Linked DNA regions of Ovis aries: region 2 is linked to region 1. Evidence: chromatin contacts called from public Hi-C data. All regions are on one chromosome and are shown on one strand. Each heading gives the region's core, a stretch centred on a gene start, on an enhancer-like site or on the middle of the called end of the contact. The rest is flanking DNA. Distances are from core to core; before and after follow the strand shown. Region 1 has its middle 69 kb from the start of BLK. Region 2 overlaps GATA4 (GATA binding protein 4).

What was found. Hi-C and Micro-C count contacts between places; a contact is called where the count stands out from the background.
Region 2: a Hi-C map of mixed tissues shows a contact between it and region 1, with 3 times the contacts expected there. The contact joins two enhancer-like sites. A contact is called at or near these places in 2 of 16 Hi-C or Micro-C datasets (mixed tissues and omental adipose tissue).

Annotation. Positions count from the first base shown.
Region 1 is chr2:105,366,730-105,371,452 of ARS-UI_Ramb_v3.0, forward strand. No RefSeq gene overlaps it. Among named protein-coding and RNA genes, the nearest start is that of BLK, 69 kb to the left of the region's middle. Within about 2 kb of position 2,397, at least 5 of the 54 cell types and tissues checked have an H3K27ac peak or open chromatin away from gene starts, as enhancers often do.
Region 2 is chr2:105,526,930-105,531,477 of ARS-UI_Ramb_v3.0, forward strand. It overlaps GATA4 (GATA binding protein 4), which reads left to right. Exons shown (of 7, transcript XM_060411039.1): 6 at 1-135; 7 at 1,368-3,049. The coding sequence ends at 1,550. Among named protein-coding and RNA genes, the nearest start is that of NEIL2, 6.2 kb to the right of the region's middle. Within about 2 kb of position 2,197, at least 3 of the 54 cell types and tissues checked have an H3K27ac peak or open chromatin away from gene starts, as enhancers often do.

The DNA.
Region 1 (4,723 bases), core at 1,147-3,646:
GTACCTGCCTTAGGCAGGCTAGAGGGTGGGTGGAGACTGCAGGGTGTAAGAATTCTGGAGCCAGTGAGACCCCCACATTTCTGATTCATCAACTGTCTGTCCACTCACAGCATGGTCTCTTTAGGAAGTCTGGCACCTGCCCACTAGCTCCCATTCTTGATTCTGTGAAGAATCAAGAGGAATCCTCCTTGAGAAGAGGCAGACAGCCCCAAGGTCATCTTGATTCTTCCCCTTGAACTTGCAAGATCCACCCCAGATGAGTTCAGATCTGCCTTGGACACTTACCTTCTATTTCCTGCCTCTTGGATCTGTTGGAATGAGGTTACAGCCACAAAACCCTTTGCAGTCGAGTACCTTAGATTCCTGACATCTGAACTCACGTGGTGCAATTAAGGGATTTCCCCACATCCCCTTTCTCCTCCCAGAAATAATGCTGGCCTACACCACTGAAGTAAAATGAAAGCTGGCTGTCCGTCCAAGTTCTCACTGTTTTGTCACTACAGCATGTTTGACACTTTTGCCACCCCGAGGACTGTAGCCCACCGTTTCCTTCTCCAGGGGATCTTCCCAACCCAGGGAAGATCCAAGTCTCCTGCACTGGCAGGCGGATGCTTTACCACTCAATCACCAGGGAAGCCCCCCATCCGAGTTCATAGCAGCCTTATTCACGACGCCAAAAGGCGGAAATCACCCAGATGTTCACCAACAGAGGAACAGACAAACAAAATGCAGCGTGTACACTGGGATATTATTCAGCGTTAAAAAGAAGGGAATTCTGAGACACGGATGAAATGAGGACATTCTGCCAAGTGAAATCAGCCAATCGCATAAGGACAGACACTGTATGATTCCACCAGAGTAGTCACGTTCACAGAGACAGGAAGCAGGATGATGGTCCCCAGGCACTGGAGTCAGTGTTTAATGGGTACAGGGTCTGAGTTTAGGAAGATGACAAGTTCTGGAGATGGATGGTGGTGGTGGTGTTTGCACACCACCGTGAAGGAACTTGATGCCGCTGGTGGAACCGCATGCTCGACAATGGCTTGCTGTTGTTCAGTTGCTCAGTCGTGTCCAGCGTTTTGAGCCCTATGGACCACAGCACACCAGGCTTCCCTGTCCTTCACCATCTCCTGGAGTTTGTTCAAACTCACGTTCATTGAGTCGGTGATGCCATCCAACCATCTCATCCTCTGTCGTCCCCTTCTCCTCCTGCCTTCAATCTTTCTCAGCATCAGGGTCTATTCTAATGAGTCAGCTCTTCACATCAAGTGGCCAAAGTATTGGAGCTTCAGCTTCAGCATCAGTCCTTTCAATGAATATTCAGGGTTGATTTCTTTTAGGATTGGCTGGCTTGAGCTCCTTGCTGTTCAAGGGACTCTCGAGAGTCTTTTCCAGCACCACAGTTCAAAATCATTAGCTCTTGAGGATTATGAAACACTAGTAATAGCAATGGCACCCCACTCCAGTACTCTTGCCTGGAAAACCCCATGGATGGAGGGGCCTGGAAGGCTGCAGTCCATGGGGTCTCTAAGAGTCGGACACGACTGAGCGACTTCCCTTTCACTTTTCACTTTCATGCACTGGAGAAGGAAATGGCAACCCACTCCGGTGTTCTTGCCTGGAGAATCCCAGGGACTGGGGAGCCTGGTGGGCTGCCGTCTCTGGGGTGGCACAGAGTCGGACCCGACTGAAGCGACCTAGCAGCAGCATTACTAGTGCGAGAAGACAGTAAACATGATGCGCGGGCTTCCCTGGTGGCTCAGCGGTAAAGAATCCACCTGCCAATACAGGGGACATGAGTCTGATCCCTGGGTTGGGAAAATCCGCTGGAGAAAGAGATGGCAACCCACTCCAGTATTGTTGCCTGGGAAATCCCACAGACAGAGGAGGCTGGCCGGCTACACAGTCCACGGGGTTGAAAAGTGTTGGACACAACAGTGACTAAACAACATCAGATGTAGTTAAACATACCGTCAAGAGGTGTGTCCCCGGGGCCATGGCGGCCTTATTCCCACAGAAGCAGCCACATTTCTCTCTCCCCCTGTGTTTCATGTGAGAGTGGGTATAGGAATTACAACAGAGTTTCCCAAAGGATGTGCCAGACAGCCCAACAAAATCAGAGGCTCCTTAAGACAGTAATACATGCTGCATACTTGAAACTGTGGAAAATACTTCAAAAAAGACATCTGTTTTACTTTAATCTAGCATTTCTCCAAATTGATTTTCTATGAAAACCTTAGTCTACTAATATCTATCATTCAGTGGAAATAGAATTTCTTGGAACGTACTGAGGAAAATGCTTAAGTATATCATTCAGATACCCTTGACTCATGATTCATTGAACAGTCAGTGTTCATGCACAAAGACAGGCTGTGTTGTCCAGGCAGTAGGAACACAGAAGGCATGAGTCACAGTCCCTGTCCAGCAGACACACACTGTGGGGGGAACCCCAGCTTCAGGCGGCTTTGTAGGGGCTGTGTAATTCAGCAAAGCACTGAATCAGAGTTGCAACAGTGGGCAGAACAGGATACGGAGATGCCCAGGAGACGACTCCTACCCCAAGTCAGGCATCAGGGAGGGCTTCCCCTTGGACACACAGCTTGAGCTGAGCCTTAAATCAAGCAGAGGAGTAAGCCAGGCTCATGTAGGAGAAGGTTGTTCTAGAAAGAAGAAAAAGCTTATGAGGGACTTCAAAACACCAGCAAGAAGAACCCATGTAGGAATGACAGGCTTCCTCAGTGCCTCGGCAGTAAAGGATCAGTCTGCCAGTGCAGGAGACGCAGGTTCAACCCCTGGGTCAGGAAGATCCCCTGGAGAAGGACATGGCAACCCACTCCAGTATTATCGCCTGAAGAATCCCGTGGACAGAGGAGCCTGGCGGCTATAGTCCCTGGGGTCTCAAAGAGTCAGACTGAGCACACAGGCAAGCAAGGGGATGACTAGGGCAAAGGGTGTGCCCAAAAGGACGGGGAGAGGGGAGGTAGGAGAAGAAGCCTGGAGAAGAGCCAGGCACCTCTCACCTTAAGGCTTGTGGGCTCCATCCTAAACCATGCTGCACCACGGAAGGGCTACAGGCGCGGCTGCCTTTCCTCCTGATATTGCTGGTCAAGAGGCTTAACTGCAGAAGTCGGGGGGAAGTTTAGGAGGGGCAGGAACTGAAGAGACAGCCCCAGCACATGGGCCAGGACAGACTTCAGACAGGACCTACCACTGTGGGCAAAGGCAGCATCTTTATCAGAGACGTCAGCAGCAGATGCCAGTCTCTGCATAGTCAGGAAATTCTGTCCCCAGGGTGTGAGGCAGGGGGACGCAAGGAAGAGAGGAGACTGAGATCTAGAGACCCAGGAAGGGTTTTTTCTTTTCTTTTCTTTAAGTAAGTAGCAGTTAGGAGGTACAAGGGGATGGTGAGAATTGGGGTACAAGTGAAAACCTGGGGCCAAGGACAAAAGGCAAAAGCTTCAGTGATGAAAACCACATTTGTCAAGATTCGTCTCAGAACTTGGAATGAGAGTGGGGATTGAGCGGCCTGAGCTGTGAGGTGGGGGAGCTCCAGGAAAGCTGAGAACCAGGCAGGTCCTGGCCGGAGAGCTGCCTGGGTGGGTCTCACCCCCTCAGACTCTCCGCCCAAAGCAACCAAACTGTTCTGGGCTAGTGCTGCCCTCTAGTGGCTGGAAATAAAAACCAAGAGACGTCTGCAGGCGGGCCAACTGCCATTTCTCTTTGAAGGAATTACATACCCTCCGCCCTCACCTCTGTAGAACGCGCTGTAGTTCTCCTTCCAAAATTGAGCTCCCTTCGGATCAGACACTTGCTCACATGTACACACGTCCCCTCTTAGCTCCTGCATCTCTGCCTTAGCTCATGCCCAGTTTTCTCAGGGGAAAATGCTCTCCTTTCCCATCTTGCTTTTTCTTGAATTTCGTTTGAAGAAATTTCTTTAAATGAAGGATAGCAAAGGGTCTCTATGAGTGGAAGGAACACATATTAGATTTGAAGCTAAGTGCAATTTTTTTAATTTTTATTTTTACTTTATTTTACTTTACAATACTGTATTGGTTTTGCCATACATTGACATGAATCCACCACGGGTGTACATGCGTTCCCAAACTTGAACCCCCCTCCCACCTCCCTCCCCATAACATCTCTCTGGGTCATCCCCATGCACCAGCCCCAAGCATGCTGTATCCTGCGTCGGACATAGACTGGCGATTCGATTCTTACATGATAGTATACTGTTACAATGCCATTCTCCCAAATCATCCCACCCTCTCCCTCTCCCTCTCAGTCCAAAAGTCCGTTATACACATCTGTGTCTCCTTTGCTGTCCTGTATACAGGGTCGTCATTGCCATCTTTCTAAATTCCATATATATGTGTTAAATAATATGCACTGCAGAGAAGATCCTGAATGCCACAACCAAGATCTGACGAAGCGGAATAAATAAACAAATATCTTTTAAAAGACTTGCAATCTTCTATTTTAAAAAAAGAAGAACAATGTCATCAATCTCTACAAAACAGCACTCATAGGTACTCAGGAGTCCCCTCAGCTGGATAAATCGCCATCTATTTCTCCACCTTCTTCTGATTAAAAATCTATGTCTCCCGAGATGTCCCTGGTGGTCCAGTGGTGAGGACTCCGTGCTGCGAGTACAGGGAACAAGAGGTCGAACCCTGGTCAAGGAACTAAGATCCCACATGCCTTGAGGCCCAATAATTGAGAA
Region 2 (4,548 bases), core at 947-3,446, 160 kb after region 1:
GAGAGCCTCCCTCCCACCACCAGCGCTTCCAGCAGCTCCAGCAGTGTGGCCGCCAGCAGCAGTGAGGAGATGCGCCCCATCAAAACAGAGCCCGGGCTGTCATCCCACTACGGGCCCAGCAGCTCCCTGTCGCAGGTACTGCCCATGGGGAAGTAGACTCCAGGTGGCCAGGCCCCCAGCCAAGGCAAGGGGCTGTCCACACAGGGGTATATTTCAGCATATCTGATCAAGCTACAACGATTTGGAAACACAACCGTGATACACTCTGTGCCACGCTTCCCTGGTAGCTTAATGGTAAAGAACACGCCTGCCAATGCTGAAGACGCAGGTTTGATCCCTGGGTTGGGAAGAACCCCTGGAGAAGGAAATGGCAACCCACTCCAGTACTCTTGCCTGGGAAATCCTGTGGACAGAGAAGCCTGTCCAGGGAGTTGCAAAGAGTCACACACGACTTAGTGACTAAACAGCAACACCTGTGCCAGGGCCAGTGAAGACGGGCTGGCACACAGCATGACTGCAACCCGAATTAGACTGTGGGCTCGCTAGGGGAAGTGGCAAACCCATCCCAGGCTGTGGGAAGCAGAATGGGGCTTTCTAAGCAAGTCTTTCTCCTCAGTGAGGGTGGCTTGACCTTGACGGTAGGTAGATTTTAACAGTAGGATGAGGTCCCTCCTGGCCTGTGGAAGCTGCAGCGGGCAGGGTGGGAGGCTTGGGGTTGATGAGGGATCACAGGCAGGATGCTATTGTAATGAGAGCTGGCTGCAGGTCCAGCTTCACACACGTGTCCAGAGATGGGCCAGCGGGACCCTCATGTCCCTCTGTCAGATATGATGGCAACCCTACTCCTCCACCCTCTTCCCTCTGTGGCTCCCCAATTTGGGACCAGAATCCCTCCAAACTTGGTCATAGTCTCCCATTAATTGATCTCTTCTCCTCCTGTACTTGAGGTGAGCATGTCCTAGTGAGCTTTCTGCTGTCAGAGTGAAGAGAAACTGGTCCTGTGGGGCCAAGAGAGCCAGGAGCCCCTTCTGGGCAGGGGGGAATGGCTTCTATTTGGAAAATAGACATTGATGGTGCTAAGATTATAGAAAATGTCTGATGCGATCATCAAAGGCGTCTGAGAAACCAGAAGTTACTGGGTCAGTGCTCAGAAGCAGCTGGTCAGTCAGGAAGATCCCTTGCCTCTCATACCTCAGGGGTCAGGGGGCCAGCAGTGCGGCATGGTACCTCTCCCGCCCTTGTCTTTTGACCCTGTCCTCTGGTCCCCTTCCTGGGGTGGGAGTCAGCCTGGGCACAGCTACAGAGCAGGGCTCTTCTCTGCGGTAGGAAGGATCCCGCTGATAGTATCTTATACCTTTCACTTTCAGACGTTCTCGGTCAGCGCGATGTCCGGCCATGGGTCCTCCATCCACCCGGTCCTCTCCGCTCTGAAGCTCTCCCCGCAAGGCTACGCGTCCTCTGTCAGCCAGTCACCACAGGCCAGCTCCAAGCAGGACCCTTGGAACAGCCTGGCCTTGGCTGACAGTCATGGGGACATAATCACTGCATAATATCACCCCTTCCCTCTTCGGATTCCTGCCCGGACTTGGGGACACGGGGGACAGCAGAGATGAGGCTCTGGGCTCCAGGGTGCCGGCCTGCTCTGTCTGGGATGACTCCAGACAACAACTGGGAAGAAACTTGAAGTCAATGATTTGCTTAGGGGATTTTAGCGCATACCTTTTTAAGGTGGGGGACTGGAGAGCTCAGACTCTGATCAGGAGGAGCCCACCACCCCCTTCACTAGGAGCACACCTCAGCCCCTCCCACGGAGCTGCAGACTTTTCTCATTTTCCTGCCCCGTCACCCCCGACAAGAGACGAGAAGTCCTCCCCTGTTTCCACCACTGCACCCAAGCTGGTGGCCTTTCCACGGTGCTGCGGGCACCGGGGATCCCAGGGCAGGTAGAGCGGGCATCTGTTGTTGGACCGCCCCGCGGCCGGTCCTGCCCTCGGCCAACACTCCCCTTCGGGCTCAGTGCGCCCGCATCCCTCATATTGAATCTTGACTCCAGAAACACTGCGTGTAGGGCCAGTGTTACCAGATGCTGCGTGGGGAGAGTGGCTTCCGCAAACTCGCTACCTGGCAACCTCGACTCCCTGCAAGTTCCTTCCGCGGCTCAAATCGCTCCTTCTCTTCACCCCCGCCCTCCTCGAGGCCTCTGCAAAGAAACTCCCCTCCGCTGCTCTCGGTGATTCTGCTCAGCCTGCAGTTTGAACTAGTCCCCGAATCCTGCTTCCGCCCGATCACGCTCAGGGGGGTTCCTAAGAACAAAAAAGGTTCTGCTGCTGGAGCGAATTTGACTAGCAGTCATCTAAGACTTGAGATCCTTCTGGACAGGATGTCTGGTGGACGGCCTCCCCCAACCAGGCTGGGGCTGCGCTGCGTGGGGCGGGGTTGTTGGCCTGGAACTTGCGGATGCGCTGTGGTTCCCTGGAAACACACGGGTTGCCTGGGCCGCGGGCCGAGTCCATCTGAGGGGCGCGCGCTGCCTGCACCCGCGTCCTTTCTCCAGCAGAAGGCGTCTGTCCAGGAGGCAAAAATGCTAGGGATTTTCCAATATATATTTAAACAAACACAACACAACTCATGGAAGAAAGACGACGAGCGATGAGAGAAGATACAAGGGCGCGAGGGGGCGCCTGCCGCTCCCTGGGTTCGGCAATCGGCCTCCTCTCCGCGTTCCTGTCTCTACTCTTCTACCCGTGACCCGGGGCTCGCGAAGTCGCTGCCTTCCGTGCCCTGGCTGCCCGCAGAGTGTAGCTGACTGGCCTTCCTCTGTGCTACTCCACAAACACCCAGCCCCCGCCCCGCAATCCTCCCGGCGGTAGCAGGGTTATCTTTAAACCCAAGATCTGTTTTAATCATCATTTACATCGGCTTTCTTTTACGAAAGCCGCCCCCCACCCCTTGTATACCCTTCCCTAACCCACAAAACTGCTAACGTTGTCTTAAGGTGAAATGGCTGTAAAATCAGTATTTAACTAATAAATTTATCTGTATTCCTCTTTCCCTTCTCCTCCTCCCTCCGCGGTGTTTTCTAAGAAGTTCACTGCTGCCCGTTGCAAAGCAATCCTGAGCCACCGAGGCCCCTTTGCTGAATCACTTCTCTGTCCACTCCTGTTGACAGTTGGCCGAGACTTCCTCTGTAGGTGCCGGGGGTTAGTGACAAGGACATGCATCTGAGCCCTGCTACTGACTAGTCTGTGACTCGACAGGTAACCTCTAGGTTTGGTTTCCTAGGGTGGGTTGAACCCAGCCCTTAACTGAAGTTCCTGTGGCCTTTTAGAAGTTGCTGCCCCAGGAAGGGGGCCATTTCTAGAGCTGCTGGCAAACACTGGTAGCTGAAGTGTGAAGGAGAGCTTCGAGGTAGTACTCACCAGTCCACCTTATTTTACACTACGTACTGGAGGGTCACACTGAGTTGTTTGCCATCTTCTCCATTATGGTTTAATCCAAACAAGCCCCCCAAGGGTTCCATACCAGTAGGAGAGGAGGGGAAAAACCTTTCCTTTGTCCATTTTGTCTTCACTTAGGCTTACAGACTTGCTTACTTGCTTCATCTTAAAAGTGGAGTGGGGTTGAGGGGGGTGACTCTAAGGTTTGTGGAAAAGAACCCAGACAGGCAAATCCGCTCCCACTCAGAACTGTTGGTAACAGCTTCCTGCCTCTCAGATGGCTTATACCCAGTTGGTAACTGAAGGTCTTTGACCCTTCACAGCACCCGCGTTATTTTTTGAGCAAGTGAGGATAAAAAACTATAACAAGCATTCGATATAAAATTGGAAAAGCCTTTAAACTGGCTATGAAATAGCCAAAGCTATTCAATGCATCTACCATCCAGAAAGATGAGTAATTGATAACTCTGGCAAAGAGTAGCAAAAAAGATTCAGAAGCAAAAATAAACCTACCAGGATTTATATTAGCCTTGGGGAAGATGTGTTTTCTGATGATGAAGTCTTAGCTGAAAACACTTTTGCCACTTCCCTTTAGGAATGGCTTTCAGAGAATGGATATATATATATACCTTCACACACAGTTCCAGAAGATTGACCTCATTCCTTATATGGTCATAACTTGTGCTTCACCCCAGATGGTAAAATCCAGCTTTATTTCATCCTCCTTGCTCACCAGACTGGGTTGATTTTTCAAATCAAATGTATCCTTAGAAGAGGTCAATAATAATGTTAGTTGCTCAGTCGTGTCTGACTTTTTGCGACCCCAATGTCTGTAGCCTGTCAGGCTCCTCTGTCCATAGAATTCTCCAGGCAAGAATATTGGAGTGGGTTGCCATTCCCTTCTCCAGGGGATCTTCCCAACCTGGGTCTCCTGCATTGCAGGCAGGTTCTTTTACCATCTGAGCCACCAGGGAGGCCCCAGGAGGTCAAGAGGAGGTCAAGTTGCTACCAATCAGGATATTTGAAAGGAGGCAGTTCCCAGATGGTTGGAAAGTGGCTAGAAGAAGGATGGGGAGGTGGGGGTGGGAAATGGACTCACAACGAGGGTGTC